Regions from separate parts of the Podarcis muralis genome. Here region 2 is linked to region 1. A link is a contact called in public Hi-C data. All regions are on one chromosome and are shown on one strand. Each heading gives the region's core, a stretch centred on a gene start, on an enhancer-like site or on the middle of the called end of the contact. The rest is flanking DNA. Distances are from core to core; before and after follow the strand shown. Region 1 holds the start of CCNH (cyclin H). Region 2 holds the start of COX7C (cytochrome c oxidase subunit 7C).

What was found. Hi-C and Micro-C count contacts between places; a contact is called where the count stands out from the background.
Region 2: a Hi-C map of blood shows a contact between it and region 1, with 6 times the contacts expected there. The contact joins the promoter of COX7C here to the promoter of CCNH in region 1. A contact is called at or near these places in 2 of 3 Hi-C or Micro-C datasets (blood and tail).

What each region holds. Positions count from the first base shown.
Region 1 is chr11:33,585,330-33,589,603 of rPodMur119.hap1.1, forward strand. It overlaps CCNH (cyclin H), which reads left to right and starts at 2,455. Exons shown (of 9, transcript XM_028749318.2): 1 at 2,455-2,726; 2 at 3,388-3,510. The coding sequence starts at 2,610.
Region 2 is chr11:33,759,792-33,764,065 of rPodMur119.hap1.1, forward strand. COX7C (cytochrome c oxidase subunit 7C) reads right to left here and starts at 2,129. Exons shown (of 3, transcript XM_028749153.2): 1 at 1,954-2,129. The coding sequence starts at 2,028. LOC114606945 (small nucleolar RNA Z39) reads right to left here and starts at 488; the gene lies at 427-488.

The sequences.
Region 1 (4,274 bases), core at 1,205-3,704:
ACTTCCTATTTCTATAGAATTAGCACATTTACAGATACAATCTCATACAAGTCCCATTGTATTGTGTTATTTTATGCACTGTGACTTACTGTTATTTTTATTGATTATAGTTTAGCAATTATTTATTGAAATTATTAATAGTAAATTTATCTTTAATTATTGCTTGCTGATATTTAATTTTGTTGTGTACTATTATATTCTAATGGATTACAGAATATTACTTGATTTGATATAAATTGTTCATTTTAAAGTTACAGTATGTTTCTATTATGACATTTCTGCATTGGATCAGACTGTTACAAGGTGTGCGATCTTTGTTGTTTCTTCAGCTTGCAAACTGCCTTGTGCAAAGTAATATGGAAAGGCAATACAATTTAAAAGTGAAATGAACTTCCGACTCTGAGCAGACGTGCATAGGATTGTGCTATGCGTACATACTTGTCCCTGCTGAACTGTCGCTATTCTGCGCAGCTGTTCTCCTATTGCACTTTGAGATGTAACAAGAACAACATATTTTTTTTAAGGCATGGATTCTAGCGTGTTTGCTCACCGCAACATCTGTTTGAAGGGTCGGAGGAGGGTTAACCACAGCTGCAAACATATATTTAATTACCTGGGAGTAAACTGACAAAGGTCCGTATAGTTAAAGCTATGGTTTTCCCAGTAGTGATGTATGAAAGTGAGAGCTGGACCATAAAGAAGGCTGATCGCCGAAGAATGGATGCTTTTGAATGATGGTGCTGGAGGAGACACTTGAAAGTCCCATGGACTGCAAGAAGATCAAACCTCTCCATTCTTAAGGAAATCAGCCCTGGGTGCTCACTGGAGGGACAGATCCTGAAGCTGAGGCTCCAATACTTTGGCCATCTCATGAGAAGAGAAGACTCCCTGGAAAAGACCCTGATGTTGGGAAAGATGGAGGGCACAAGGAGAAGGGGACGACAGAGGACGAGATGGTTGGACAGTGTTCTCGAAGCTACCAGCATGAGTCTGACCAAACTGCGGGAGGCAGTGGAAGACAGAAGTGCCTGGCGTGCTCTGGTCCATGGGGTCACGAAGAGTTGTACACGACTAAACAACAACAAACCTCTTTGAACCTAATGGAGCTTGCTTCGGATTAAGCACATAGAAATGAGCTGTGCAGCGCCACGAAGTTAAAACGTGTGTGTGTGTGTGTGTGTGAGAGAGAGAGAGAGAGAGAGAGAGAGAGAGAGAGAGAGAGAAATCAGCGTTAACATTTATTGTCTTTGGAAAAGAGAGTGGGCAAGACTGGCAACTCTTTCTTTGCCTTACTTTGCTGTGCGAACAAGGATCGAATTGCTAAGAGAAAAGAGGAGGAAGAAGGTTCTTTTCCTCGCCTTCCAGAGAGAGAGATTACAGCCCAATCCTCTGCAGGTTTACTCAAAAGTAACCCCTACGGAGATCTACGTGGGGCTTACTCTCCCCACTAAGCATCCCCAGAGCCACGCCTCTTTCACACTGTCTAAATTCCCTCTGGCTCCCGCTACTAGCACTCCAACAAGGCACTCCTACTTTCCCCCCACTGTCGAAAGGCGGGATGCAACGCCGCTTTGCGCCCACACATAATCATGGCCAAATGATGAGCCGCTCTCGAGTGTACCCGGAAGTTCTCGGCGCGCGTTACTCTACATTTCTATCTCTGTGGTATTCTTTGTCGTTGACGCAGCAGCAAATGCCTACTCGCCATTCTTATTAACTACAATTCCCATAATTCCTCCCCCTATTGGTAAAGCGCACGCACCACCCCCCCAGGAGAGTGCGAGGCTCAAGAGACCCGGTGCAATTGTCAAAATACTCAGGTTGCGAACTGAACGGGCTGGGAAGTCGGTGTAAATAAACAGAAGATGCGCGGAGCAGAGGCGAGGTGTTTAGAGCGGCTGCTCTTTGTTCTTGCCTCGCCGATGGCAGAGCTGAAATGGAAGGGCCACCATTGGGGGGGGGGGGCTGCGCGCAAATGTCAGCTTACTATCGCGATTGGGGCGTTGCTCCGCTCTGCGCCCGAGAATTAAGAACAACTAGCCACTCAGTAATGGGACTCAACTGAATGTAGCCATCAGGGCTGGCCCGCCCTTGGAGACAAGCCAAAGTGAGGCAACCGCCTCGGACAGCAGATTTGGCTTCCAAGGAATGCACTGCCTGTTGCAGCTATTTATTTCAATGGGAGAAACAGTAGGAGCCTGTTCACTCAACGTTCAGAAATCGAGAGGACTTGAAGTTCGAATTGTTCGAATCCACTTGTTTCAAACCTTCGAGACACGGCCCGAGTTACCCGGCCACCCAGTTTTAAATCAAGTTGGGTTTCTTTTGTGCGCTCCTGCCCCGCACATGGCGGTTCCGGAAGTGTGGAGGCAAGAGTTTCTCGTACCCCTTTGGGCAAAAAGCGCTTTCCGACGCTTCTGAGGGAGAGGCGCATGCCGGGAAAAAGCCGCGGAGGTGGCCTTGGCGCGGGGCACGCCGGGAGTATCACGGAAGGGAGTTTCGCGGCGGCGGCGCCGACGGAGGAAGCGGGAAGCGGCCGTCTGTCGCTACCTCAGCGGCGCTTAGTCGGGCGCCTGGGCTCAGTCGGGTGCGGTGTCCTTGCCGCGGCCATGTACCACAGCAGCACGCAGCGGCGGCGCTGGACCTTCCGCAGCGAAGAGGAGCTGGTCCGGCGCCGGGCCGACGCCAACCGCAAGTTCCGGTGCAAAGCTGTAGCCAATAGGAAGGTAGGGCGCGGGCTGCCCAAACGCCGAGTCCTCCTGCGTGTGATTTGTATTTGTTATTTTGTTGTTGTTTAGTCATGTCCGACGCTTCGTGACCCTGCTTTTAAAGATGCTTTTGTCATTGCCTTTCTCCCAAGAAGCAGGCGTCTTTTAATTTTGTGGCTGCTGTCACCATCTGCAGTGATCATGGAGCCCAAGAAAGTAAAATCTCTCACTGCCTCCATTTCTTCCCCTTCTATTTGCCAGGAGGTGATGGGCCCACTGGCCATGATCTCCGGGTTTTTTTTTGATGTTGAGCTTCAGACCATATTTTGCGCTCTTCTCTTTCACCCTCATTAAAAGGTTCTTTAATTCTGACTACAACTTGTAACCTTTGTATGTTGGTGGCGGCGGCTCTGATTAGAGCCGTGGTTTCCAACGTGGGGCACACGACCCATGGGGGGAAATTTGATTTTTATGGGGGCAATCAAGAATGAGGTATTAACAGTTAATGGCCTTTTAGGCTTCCTCCTCTGAATAGGAGTTCACTTTTTGAATAATAGGAATTATATGTCACGGGGGCAGGGTGGCAATCAGGATTTGAGAGATGCTTAGGTGGGGCATGGCCCAAAAAAGGTTGGGAACCACTGGATTAGAGTTAAGATAATTTTTGTTCTCCCACAAGGTTCAACAGACTGACCCGTTTCTTCTTGAGCCGCACGAAGAGTTGACCATTTGTAAATACTATGAAAAAAGGCTATTGGATTTCTGCTCTGTTTTCAAGCCAGCGATGCCTAGATCTGTGGTGGTGAGTTTCTAGCATTCTCTTTGAGAAAGCAGTATTTGTTTTGGTTTTTAAGCTCTATTTTTGTAAAAATATTTAGGATTAACGACACTTTTTAACCAGGCATTTGGTTGATTTGATTGACATCCTATGCCCTTTTAAAATGTGGTTCTTTTGGGGGGGGGTATTGGTTTTTAAAAAATCATTATTATATATATATTGTGGTTTTATATTTTAATTTTGTTCTGTAAACCACCGAGACCTCCGGGTATCATACACACACACTTCATTCTTCTCAACCCACTCCCCATTTTCCCCCTAAACTTTCCCCACCTACTTTGGGGCCATTCCTCCTGCATCTAAAGTCCCTGAACTGTTATTTGTCACCAAGTAATGTTTAACATTGTTTATTCACACTAGACACAGGGAAACACTCCCTCCAGATATTCTTGTATTGTAGTTCCCATCAGCCCCAGTCAGCCTTGTCACTGGTCATGTATGATTGGAATTGTAGTCCAGTAACATCTGGAGGGCTGCATATTTCCCACCCTTCATTTATAATGCCCACGATGCCCATGCCTTCATAGCAATGCCTGTCTGCCTCTAGACACACATATTAAGGGGCAAATATGAGCATTGTAAGGAATTTTTTCACCTGGATCGCTACTGAGATGGTGCGAACAAGGAAAAACTTCCTTCAAGATTTCAATCATGTTACTGGGGTTGCCATATATACTTGCTATTCCTGGCCAGACTTTTGTTAGATAGAATGCCTACAAGGGAGGCAT
Region 2 (4,274 bases), core at 879-3,378, 170 kb after region 1:
TTTTGAAGTTCTTTTATAGTGGTGGTACCAAGTTATTAATAAGTGCAAAAGCTAATTTAGCCAAGTCCTAGAAAAAGTGAAGGAAATTAAAGACTTAATTGCTCTGATCCCAATCATTATCATTTAACTGTACTCAATGTGCATTCAGCCATATTTTTAAAATGTGGCAGTGTTGGTACCAAGACAGATTTTTGCTCTGCATATGGGAAGACTTCATGTACAATTTGAGCCAGGCTTCGATCAGGGTATTCATCTGCTTGACTCTTAAAAGAGTATAAAGGCGTAAACAGTGATTAATCATAGGTGAGATTAAGATCATGATCTAATTGTATTTTCATGGCATTATTGCAATATCACCATTTTGCTTCCCTCCCAAATGATCTTCTGGCAACTTCTTCTTTAACGGAATTCACAAAGAGGACTAGGTACATCAGAAAGCGTTTACAGTATCATCATTATTCATACTGTTATGTTCTCATCATTTGTACCACTGGAAACTTAGCAGCCAAGGAGAGAGAATCATGTTGCATTGGCAAGAATATTGTACTATGTCAATGCTTAAAGCCAACAAAGCGATGTACTGAGTTCAATTTCTATAGATGGGATCGAATATGAAAACTCCACAATGTTGAGATAGCTCTGTTGGTAGAGCATGAGACTCAGGGTTGTGGATTTGAGCTCCATGTTAGGAAAATGATTCTTGCATGGGAGAGAGTTGGGCAAAATGAACTTTGCTGTACCTTTCAACTCTTCAATTCTATGATCAATCTAATGAGTAAGGTGCACCAGTGGTACGTTCTGTTGGAAGTTTCTCAACCTATAGCCTTCTCCCCTGTGATAAACTGCAGTGCTATTTTGAAACCAATGAGATTTTCAAGACATTTCCAGTATGAAACCAGGGTACTTTATCAGAAATCCCACCTAAAGTAGCCCTTTAGACCAGTGGTTTCATATTAGCTAAGTACTGCAGACCCCGTTTTTCAAAAGCCAAGCCACAGACCCCCTACTTTTGAAATTTTTGATATCCCTGTTGTAGTTTTTGTTACGTGAATGGTACCGCGGACCCTCTGGGGTCCGAGGACCACCGACTGGGAACCACTGCTTTCGATCCATGCTAGCATACCTCCCATTTTGTACAATGCATTTGCCTCATACACTGAAGGCTGCAGACCATAGCCTACATGGAGCCATTTTGCCTACTGGGAAAAAATTTCCTTGTATTTCCGCCCCCACATATAGGATTACTCCTAAATTTTTTAACCCCAAATTAAGAAATCAGTATTTATTAAGGTGGGCTTTTTTTGTTTGTTTTGCGGAGATTGCCCTTCAGTTGTGCAGATTTTTAGAGGGAAGTTAGCAAAAGTTTTGAGCTTTTTTTGGGGGGGGGTGTCACCTTTCAGTTGTTAATCTTTCTTTTTAGAGGGTAGTTACTGTTGAGCTTTTGGTTTGTTTTTTTTTTGAAGCGATCACCCTTTAGTTGTTTAGTTTTCTTCCTTTTTTTCGGGGGGGGGGCGGGGGAGGTCGCCACTGTCAATCGCCCGCCCTGTACTTCAGGGTTAGGTTCAGTCAAATGGGCGAGGTACAAATAATACCAATAATAATAATAATGTGTTGTTGTAAGTAGCTGTAGGGCGAAGCAAGGTCCTAGTGGAAGAGCAACGGCTGGGGAACGGATTGCTATATGACCTCCGAGAAAACGAATGAAAAATAATCTCTTCGCTAGAGAGATTGGGATGGAAGGGAGGAGAATCAGCACCCCTCCCTCAAGGACCCCCCCCCCCAGCCTCCTCAAGCCCAAGCGCCAACCAAGAAGCATCCCCGAGACCCCAAGAGGCGCAAATACCCCAGCATGGCGGGCAGATACCTCCCAGGAAGCTCCCCTGGGCCCGGCCAGGCCCAAGGAGGAAATTGCGGGGGGGGGGGGAGCCCCTAACCTCCCCTGCCCCGTCTTACCTTTCCAGGCCCCTCCTCATAATGCGAACGGCGAATGGCCGAGGTGGCGAACCGGCGGACGCTGACACCCAACATGGCGCCGGGAGGACGAGCACGCACAACCGGCAGCGGAGGGAACCTGAGCGGAAACTGGCGGCCTCTTCCCTGGACACGACCTTCGCGGCTTGGCGGGGGTCACCAGGCCCAGTGCCTTATGGGAAAAGCGGAATCACGGAGGCCGAAGCGGGTAGGAAACCTCGAAGCATCATGGGAGTTGTAGTTCCCGCGGGCTGGGCTGCGCTGAGGGAAGGGCTGAGCGAGGCGGCAGCCTCGCGGTCTCACGCCCCGTGTACGGGAGCAGAAGCGTCAAGGGTCCCGTTCGTTTTATTTAGGCTGAAAGGCGGCTGGGGGCGGCGGGAAGCCTGCAAAACAAGCGCCCCACCCCGCCGCCACCCTGCGATAACTCTCCGGTTGGAGTGGGAGAGATGCTGCCCGGCACGTGGCGCTGAGAGAGCGGCGAGCACGGAGACCCTTGGCAGCTCCACGTGCTTCTTCGCTTGCAGGGCGAAGCTGCCTCTTTCTCCTTGATGCGCTTAACTTGTGACTGATGCATACTATTGTTAATAAAAGTGTCGTCGTTGTTTATGGGTTTACCGTATTCCCCTCCAAACACGCGCGCGTTTCAAATGACATGCACGCCATGGAAAACGCGATGAACTACTTAAATAAAAGGCAAGGGGCATCATGTTATATATTTCCTCGTGTTCTCGGCGTGCATTTCATTTGACACGTGAATACTATTCATATTGGTACTATCAGTTATAACAGCAATGCTGTTTTTAAATTCAATAACTCATTTACCTATGCATATTATTCATATTGTTCTCAGTAATAACAGCAACAATGTTGGGTTTTGTTTTTTAAAAAACACCCACCCACAAATCATTCTATAACTCGCTTGTCTATAGAGGCCAAGGAAGAAAACAAACATCACCATCAGTATAATCATTTATTAGACTTGTCGGTCACTACATACCCAAAGACTTCCTGGGGTAACCTCCCAGAAGCAACATCTTTGGGGTTGTAGTAAATATGCTCAGTGAAGATGCTGATCCAGTGTACAGCAGCTGTGAAAAAGGCAAATCCTATGCTAGGAAAGAAACTGATTATAAAACTGCCAATATCATATGCGGTGACTGCACTTGGAATACTGAGTACATCTCACCTCGAAAGGATATTGCAGAGCTGGAAAAGGTTCAGATAAAAGGCAACCAAAATGATCAATGCAATGGAACAACTTGCCTAACAGCAAAGGTTGCAGCATTTGAGGAAAGTTGGGTAAAAGGTGACGTGATATAGGTGTATAAAATTACGAATAGTGTGGAGAAAATGGGTAGAGAAACGTTTGGTCCCCTTCTCATTATAGTAGAGCTTGTGGACATCCAATAAAGCTGATGGTTGGAAGAAGCAGGACAGGCAAAAGAAAATAAACCTTTGCACAGCATGTAGTTAAAGTATGGCATTAGCTCTCATAAGAGCTAGAGAGTGCCACCAATGAGAATGTACAGTGGTACCTCAGGTAAAGTACTTAATTCGTTCCGGAGGTCTGTTCTTAACCTGAAACTGTTCTTAATCTGAAGCACCACTTTAGCTAATGGGGCCTCCCGCTGCCGCCACACCACCGGACTACGATTTCTGTTCTCATCCTGAAGCAAAGTTCTTAACCTGAAGCACTATTTCTGGGTTAGTGGAGTCTGTAACCTGAAGCGTATGTAACCTGAAGCATATGTAACCTGAGGTACCACTGTATTTAAAAGAGGATTAAACAAAATTATGGAGAAATAAGGCCACGATGGCTATATTCTGCCTTCACTGTCGGAGGCAGTATGCCTCAATACCAGTTTCTGGGAGTTGCAGAAGGGGAGAATGCTTTTGTGCTCATGTCTTGCTTGCAGGTTTTACATGGGCATCTGGTTGGCCACTGTGAGAATAGGATGGCTGGACTAGATAAGCCATTCACCTGATATGGCAGGCTTTTCTTATGTTCTTAAGTGACTGTGCTCTGGAAAATAATGGTACTACATTATTAATTCCCTATAAGACCTCCTCAGAGGTATGATGGTAAATTACGTGAGAGATGCTGACAAAAATGGTATTGATTTTTAAAATGACTAGGCAGCTTCAGATGAGGAAAAAACAGAAGCAAAGCATTATGCTTAGTGAAGAGGAAGAAAATGCCGTCAACCAGCCCAAGCTAAGCACTGTTAAGCCCCACTGATTTCATTGGAGAGAGCTTAGCACAGATTGTCCATTAAAATACTTAAAAGGATATCAGGTAATAT